Regions from separate parts of the Danio rerio genome. Here region 2 is linked to region 1. A link is a contact called in public Micro-C data. All regions are on one chromosome and are shown on one strand. Each heading gives the region's core, a stretch centred on a gene start, on an enhancer-like site or on the middle of the called end of the contact. The rest is flanking DNA. Distances are from core to core; before and after follow the strand shown. Region 1 holds the start of foxp4 (forkhead box P4). Region 2 overlaps foxp4 (forkhead box P4).

Region 1 (4,247 bases), core at 755-3,254:
CTACAGTAATTACACTTTTAGTAAATGATATAGTAACAGTTCAGTTACTGTCGATACACATAAATACACAAAGGCTTTTATACATTTCATCAGGTATTATATATAAATAACTCTCCTTGCTATTGTTGTTTTCATGTATAGTCTTCATGTTATCTGTTTGTGTATATCATATACTAGAACATGAATATATCAATTATTTATTAATTAAATAATAATACTACACAGCAATATCTATATCATATCTATATCATCTACATTTTATCTTAATGATCATGATGATAATAGGTAAAAATGATAAAAAGTGCAATGTGAATAAATAATAATAATTATAATAAATACATATATAATAACAACAATAATTATAATTATAATAATAATTATTATTATTATTATTATTATTATTATAATTATTATTTATTACCATTGTTCTTCTTATCATTATTACTTTTTAATTAAAGTTCATCATCATCATTATTAAGATCAAATGTAAGACACTGTAATAATAATAATAATAATAATAATAATAATAATAATAATAATAATAATAATTATTATTATTATTATTATTATTTTTGTTATTGTTGTTGTTGTTGTTGGTATATATTATATTATATGATATATTAATATATGTAATGGAGTATTGTTATTAATTGTTTTGTTATTGTGATGTTATTACTCGATAATTAATTTAATTAATAGGTATACATAATTTGATGTTGATGATGATGATAAAGTATAGTAATGTTATTTATTTGAGTCTTGCATATTTTTGTTGATGATGATGACGATGATGATGATGATGATGATGATGATGATGATGAAATGCAATAAAAATTTACAAATACAACTTTTGTACTACTACTGCCATACTACTTCTAAATTATTATTATTATTATTATCATTATTAATACTCATATTAATAATAATACAGTATTGTTATTAGTTGTTTATTATAATGTTATTTATTAATAGTCAAATTATGATATATTCATAATTTAATTATGATAATGGTACAGTATACTAATTAAAACAGTATTTCTTAACTATCAAACTATTAAAACATATATCAGTGTACTATTCAACATTATCTAGATTTTGTCTAGAATATTTTGTCTTGATTATGCTTATTATGATGATGAAATACAATGCAACTTTTTCAAATACAACTGCTATACCAGATTACTAAATTATTATTGCTAATGTTGTTGTTGTTGTTGTTGTTGTTGTTGTTGTTGTAGAAATGTTTAAATATTCGCATTTCACAACAATTATAATAAACACTTATCGACAGCAAAACCAAATGTGTTGCAAGATCGGACTTGTTATTTCCTAAAGAGTAGAGATGTGGAGTAGGTAACGGTTCCCATGGTGAGGCTGTCCTTTGACTAACATCTGTTGCTCGTCCGCGGCCACAATGGCCCAACTAAACCCGCGATGCGCGCGCAGGTGAAGAGATCAGCACCCGGAGCGCGCGAGCTTTTGTATTGTGTTCAATCAGAGCGGCAGCGCAGATGTGCGCAGCGCGCCTGTTCTAGACGCATTACGGTAGAGCAAACTGTCCCCTAACACATCGCCAACACAAGACACAAGCGGAGTAATTCAACACTGATTTCTCTGCGAATGAGCGAGGAACAGACGAGATGCCAAAAACTCCAGCGAGAAGCATTATTGGGACTTTAGGAAAACTCACCGTGTGACTAACAGAGAGGAAGAGAGAAGACCTGAAGCGACGAGGAGGCGTAAAGAGCCGCGTGCTTGTTCTTCATGAACTTTGAGGAGCGCTGTGACCATGCAGCCTTTGAGCTAGTGCACGATTATTGTTTCCACTTATCACCCTACTGAGTGACCAGTCTGAGGGAGAGGAAGCCAGTAAAAAGGAAAAGAAGACTAATAAAGACAGTTGTCGTTTAAAGTAATGGTCTGAAGACATCACTCATAGAACAGGATTTTTTTTTCCTTTTTGCGTTGCTCTTCTGAAGGTTTCTGGAATCACTGGGACATTCACGAGAGCTGGAGCGACACATCCACATGGTCCAGCCGTAGAGTGAAAGTAGAGTTCTTCACAATATCCTAACAGGTTCATATACACTTTTTTACTTCTTTTTCTTTACTTCTTTGCTCCTCGCGCGATTCAGCGTTTTTAATATTAGCCTAATGTGTATTCCACATTTGAATGCACGGACGTGTTATCACACACATTTATTCAGATCAATAGAAATAAATGTTACAGTCATAGTTTTTTTCTTAGATATTTCGCCAAATGGGATACTAAAGCTCGCATTGGAACAATGCAACTTTTTTACGTGACACTTTTAAACCGGGGACGAAAGCGTGCATTTATTCTTCACGAGAGAATCATAAATCATTATGATTTAGTTACCCGCAAACTTCACTATAACAATACATAAGAACGCAAAAGCAGTTTGGATAAAGTTAACAAAACATAGCGATTCAAACAAGTTTAATAAACATGCATCTGCGTTTGAAAATAGGCTATCGCCTGCCCTTACTTTTGATCTAAACTATAAGATGACTTTTTTGACAGATCAAATAAAATAGTTTGAGATAAATCGGTGCTATTTTGCATTTGCTTTCTTTTGAAGAATGCCATGCTTCACTTACAGAAATGTAGAAATCAGATGGCCGTACAAAACTCTCATGATAAATAATTCAAGACAATAAACTGCATGTAAATATACAAGTTTAAAAAGTCTAATCACGTTTTTTATTTTAATAATATACCTTCAAGCAATTTTCCCCTAATTCTCCGAGTTGCTGATTGTTTTTAACAGGCCCTCAGGAAACAGAGAGCAGATCTTATGTAAATAACTCATAACAATCCGTAAGTTTTCATTTTTATCAAATAAACCGATTTTTAAAACCGACTTTTTAAAATTATAACGTTTGTTAAAACCAAAAAAATCCAAGGGACATATTGAAATTATTTATAGTTGTTTTAGTGTCATTTGTACCGGTGTGTTATTAAGATAATATAACATAAAGATGCAACGCATAAAATACTTTAAATACATTAACTCGGCATTCATAATTATTTATAATCACTAATTTAAGTGTATTGATTACCGCGAAATACAATGACATTAGTAAAGTTAGTATTGGCGCAAAAGCAGATTTCCCCAAAAAAGGGACGAACGTTATTTACCTCATTACTTACGTCAAAAGAACGTATCATAATTAAATATTTTATTTTCATTAGTCAGTTTTGCTTCACTTTAGTAATTAACAGACAGGTTGATGACAAACTTTAAAAACATAATACTTTTATTTTGAGTTTCATTTACAAATGAATGAGCAAGATTAACTTTTGTTTTTAATTATTTACACAGTTTTTCATGATTTTGTATTCGTTTCGTAATTAAATCAGCGATATTTCAGCTTAAAATCTCTAAAATAAAATAATAAAACTAAACTTGCAACAATTTCAACATTTGAGTACGGGGCATAAAGTGAATCTGCAGAGGGAACTACAGCTCACGAGTTGAACCAAGTGTACTGTTAAATCGCACTCTTCTTGACTTATCCCTATTCAGTCTTTTTCTGCAAAACCAAAAATATACATCATCATCATCCTCATAATCTGGCAGTGTGTATGTAAATCTCATGTTATTAAGAACTGATTGATGGAGCTTTTGACACAATTAATTTAAATCTCATATATAAGTGAATGGCTTAATTCACTTTTAGCATTTACAACTTAGTGCAAACATTTATTAAATCACATTTGTTAAGTCTAAGAAATAGCGTTATATTATTTACTTTGATGTCAAAATGTTTCTAATAATTTTAATTTGTTTAATCATTGTAATTATTTCATCTACATAATTACTGACAGCATTTAAAAGCACATAAAAGAGCTTTTGAAATTGTTTATGAAAGAATGCTTACATAGAATATTTTGTTTATTTCCACACACATTTTTTTTGTGTTAAGATTATTTTTTATTGAACTATGTTACATTCCACGCTGAAAACACTTTTTTTTAAAACTCAGTGCTTTACTTTTGTGCGTTTACAATGTCCGTTTACTGATATATTGCCTCTTATGATAAACAGATTCCCTGCTAATTGAAATGTGACATGTGTAGATGAACATAAGCATAAAGTGATGAATACAATTTCCATTTCATCTGCTTGTGTGTGAGATGAATAGAGTGATTGAATGATGTTATGTGCTTCGAGTTAAAGTGATAATTCATGAAGTTGACAAAGAATAAGGCAGATTGTTCA
Region 2 (4,247 bases), core at 1,229-3,728, 150 kb after region 1:
CAATTAAAACTGTTGTGTAAATACATTTATTCTATGCAGAGTAAAAAGGTTATCTTTGTAAAGGCAAGATGCTGCCAAAAAAAAACAAAAAACTGTCTGCTCTTATTCACCTCAGCTGCAAGCATTAAAGTACACAAATAAAGTATAACATTAAAGTATAATTTCTGTGTAGATTCATTTACCTCTTGAGTGGCATTAAACAAAAAAACCCTTATCTCATATCCTCCCAGGAACCATACCAACCACAGAGTAATGCCCTATAAACTACCCAGAACACCCTATCAACCACTTGTGCTCCAGTAACAACCAAGAACATTCAAACAGCTACCAACACCATTTTAGCAACCATTCACAAACTTCAGTAATCAGCCATAATTCCTTAGAAATTGCGTGAAAAAAACTGCAAGAAACCATCCAAATAACATCCACTCATAACCTATAAGGATAACCTAGAACAGCCTATCAAACACTCAGAACACTTTAGCATTCACCCAGATGCTCTAAGAACCAATTTATAGCACCTTAGACTGTGTTCACACCAGGCACGGATGAAGCGTCAAGCACGCATAATTTACATGTTAAATCAATGCAAAGACGCAAATAGATATACTCCCGTCCATTTCGCGAATGAAATAGCTCGAGTTGAGTGTTTGTGCACTTGACGCACTTGATGCGCGTATCGCACAAATCACTGGAGTTGGAAAATCTGAACTTCAGTGGACAATCGCGTCACGTTAACCAATCAGGCGTTTTTTCTTGTAGGGGCGTGATTATGATGGAGTGCCTTTTGTTGGTGTCCCAAGGCAAATCCCTCTTGCCGACACCAGACAACAGTTTAGCAAACTGGGCTCAGCTCAGTCTGAAGCACCACTGAAAGCTTTTATCACCCTGATATAGTTTCTAGAGGAGTTGATGAACTCAGAGCTGGGTGCATCTGTGAATGGATCTAGTGGGCAAATAAATCTATGCTGTTTTTCAGCCTTCCTAAAGCAAACAACCATAGCTATTCTCTCAATAATATCCATGTTAGCCATTTAGCAATGAAGCTAGAGTCACCAGGCAGACAGAAGCCCTGCCTATGATGCGAATCCTTGTCTATTGCATTGTATGACTTGCTCTAGTTTACTCAACTCACACAATGTTTTTGCTTGAGTTCAATTATTTAAACTTGCACGATAGACACAATTGAGGTGAATTTCATACTTTTGCTGCAAATGCATTGTTCATTCCTCTTCATATGCACCATATGGTGATAATTTGCCTCTTTTAGCACATTTGCATTGATTGTAATTTACTCCTGCAAATACATAATTCCAGGATTGGTTTGAACTCTGCATACTCGGGTATAGCAAAGAATTCTGGCCAAGATTTGGCACAAAGCTGGCACAGGAGGCATTCATCCGGCACTAGCATACAACATGTGACTCAAACATGGCCCAGGTTTGGCAGAGGTGGCACCGTCTTTTAGGCGACACACAAGATTAGGGCCAGATGTATTTGGCCCAGATGTTAAACATTAGATGTGGGCTACGTAAGTTTGGCCTGTCTTGACCCACTTTGAAAACACATTCAAATTATTTTTGAGTAAAGAAAAAATTCTACCAATCAGGTCACTTTGAGAAAAAGCATGCCTATTGTGTGCCTAAACCGCAATGCTTCATGGGTTTATCAATTTTATTTCAATCATGACACACCAACCTATATGGCCCAGTTATGACTTGGCTGAGACTTGACCCAGATATGGTCCATGTTTGGCCCTTTTCTAGAAGCTAGACTTGGTCCTGGCATGTTTTGTAATTCACAGAGAAATTTTGCTATGTGGGTACTTAAAATACCCTGACAACTACTTATGTTCTAGTACTAACCCAGAAAAGCCTAGCTAACAACCCATAGCACTCATAAGTCATAAGAAACTGCTTAGAAACCCTTGACTACCCAGAATAGATTATAAACCCCATAGAAACCCTAATGACACCCACCACTTGTACAACACCTTAGAAACCACCTAGAATTACCCTAGTAGCCACCCAAAATATCCTGCTGTAAATACTCAAATTTTGTATGACTCAGTTGAAAATTAATTTATTTATTTTTAGCTTTTTTTCTCAAAATTTTCCCACAGTCTCATATGTGCAGTAAAATCCCACCGTATGTGTGAGAATCAACACTTTTTAGTGCCTCTAACATGTACAGTGGCAGTCTTGGAGCGTTGTGAGTCAGTGTGTCGCCCCTTGATTAAGAGGGGCCGACTGCCTCCACACTTCCTCTAAATGGCGCTTAGGAATGTCAAACGAGGACGAGTGTGGTTACAGGGCAAGTGTCTCTGAAAGAGATGCAACAATCGAGGGGAAAGAGGGAGAGGGGAAGGAGGACCGTGAGAGAGATGTTTTCTCCCGGAGGAATCAAGAGCTGTGAAACGGCATGTCAACATCCCCGTGAGCTGACTCAGTTAACAGGCAGAATGCAAAATTATCCTCACAAGAGAATATCTCCAGTCACTCCCTCCTCCTCTTCCTTTCAGTGGCGCCCGCTGGAGTGACACACACTATGACGACACTTGCTTTTTAATGTGCTGTATTGGCATTACAAATAATTGCACACTCCTGCTGCCAAAGCCTCAGCAGGAGCATACAGCAAAAACAGAAACAAAAATAGTTCGAAACAACGTAATTTAAGGAAAATTAGGTTCACTATTTTGATATTTGGTCATTAAAAAGTTAACAAAACAGTGATACTTACAGCCTGCTAGTAACTTTCTAGTTTTATGTAGTAGTATTATCCAACAGGTTGAGAATCCAGTATAGTTTTTCACCAGAATAAATGCTATGGGGTTTAACATTTAAAAGCAAAACACACAAAATATTTTTAACTTAAGAATTTATGTAATAATAATTTAATTAGTAATAAATTATACTAACTTTACAGGCACTTAGCGGGGGGGGGGGGGGGGGGGGGGGTTCAGGTGGTTTGAAAGACCCACCCTCCCACTAACAAAATCCAGATTATGACCTCTGTATGAGCTCATTTATTCCATTTTTGACTGCTATGCCATCATAAATTGTGAAAATTATCAATAGAAGAAGGCTTTAAGACAGGGGTCTCAAACTCAAGTTGGCGGGAACCATATCAGTGACTGACAGTTAATAGAAGGGCCGCTTTAACATTCAAGCACAACAAAAAAGTGGAAACCTGATGTAACTGATGCACTCAGACATTTTTCTCCAGAGTATATGCAGTCAAAGATCCTTATTGTCCTTATTTCTTATTGATACATATTGAAGGGGTAGTTTAAATTACTATGAAAATATTACATTTTAATAACAGGCATAATAATAATTATTATTATTATGTCACAATCAATTGTTGCTTTAACAAAAGAGCAGATTAAACAACTTGACATTACTTGCTTTAATTATTTTCTATATCTTTTTTTTGTAAAAATATAACAAATAGGGAGAAGATATTTAGTCAAATTTTACAAATGCAAAGTTTATACACATTTTAATATGCATATGAGGAAAATCTATTAATTGAGGTGAGACCATTTGAATGGAATATTAGCAAAATTATCATATTTACACCGCCGGCATAGTGTTTTCCATGGAAATGTGTTTGTACAACACAATACAAGTGGTATAAAACTAATTATAATCAAATGACCCTTGAATATTTAAAAAAAAAAATTTGAGCTTTAGTAAAAATAGACCACTTTTGAAAATACATTTCAATGTTTAAATTAGCCCCATCTGCATGTGCGTTACTCTCGACCGCATGCTGAGAGAAACCGAAAGTATCCCGAATATATTACAGTAGTTTAAATGTCCAGTAGGTGGCCGGTCAAAACCACAAGACCACTGCACAACAATGATAGTAATTTAAAAATATATGCTTTGGGGGTGGGTTCTTGTTATATTATTGACGTCAGTTGCAGGCCAGAAGGAGGAGGAGGTAGGCGGCAAATTGCCTGCGGGCCAGCAGTTTGAGACCCCTGCTTTAAGACAAATTATTTTTTTTATTATTCAAAGAAAGTTAATTGAGCAGGACTGTGTGTTATTTGGCTTTAGGCTACAGTTTTTATTTTAAAACAAGTTTTACCAGATATCTAAATTTTTTTTTTTTTGATGGATAAAAATAAATTGTTTTTTAAAAATAAGTATTTTTACCATCCAACAAGCTGATCCAGCAAAGATAAGTTTTGAAAATGTCATTACAATGCATAATTGAGTAGGAAATTAGGTAAATAACTA

The links. Hi-C and Micro-C count contacts between places; a contact is called where the count stands out from the background.
Region 2: a Micro-C map of caudal fin shows a contact between it and region 1, with 3 times the contacts expected there. The contact joins the enhancer-like site here to the promoter of foxp4 in region 1. A contact is called at or near these places in 1 of 18 Hi-C or Micro-C datasets (caudal fin) and 1 of 4 datasets of contacts at active chromatin or transcription factors (embryo).

What each region holds. Positions count from the first base shown.
Region 1 is chr11:24,021,081-24,025,327 of GRCz12tu, forward strand. It overlaps foxp4 (forkhead box P4), which reads left to right and starts at 2,005. Exons shown (of 18, transcript NM_001199491.1): 1 at 2,005-2,077.
Region 2 is chr11:24,169,338-24,173,584 of GRCz12tu, forward strand. The region is part of intron 10 of foxp4 (forkhead box P4); the gene reads left to right. Among named protein-coding and RNA genes, the nearest start is that of mdfi, 45 kb to the right of the region's middle. Within about 2 kb of position 2,479, at least 4 of the 62 cell types and tissues checked have an H3K27ac peak or open chromatin away from gene starts, as enhancers often do. A contact at or near this core is called in caudal fin, where this site is marked.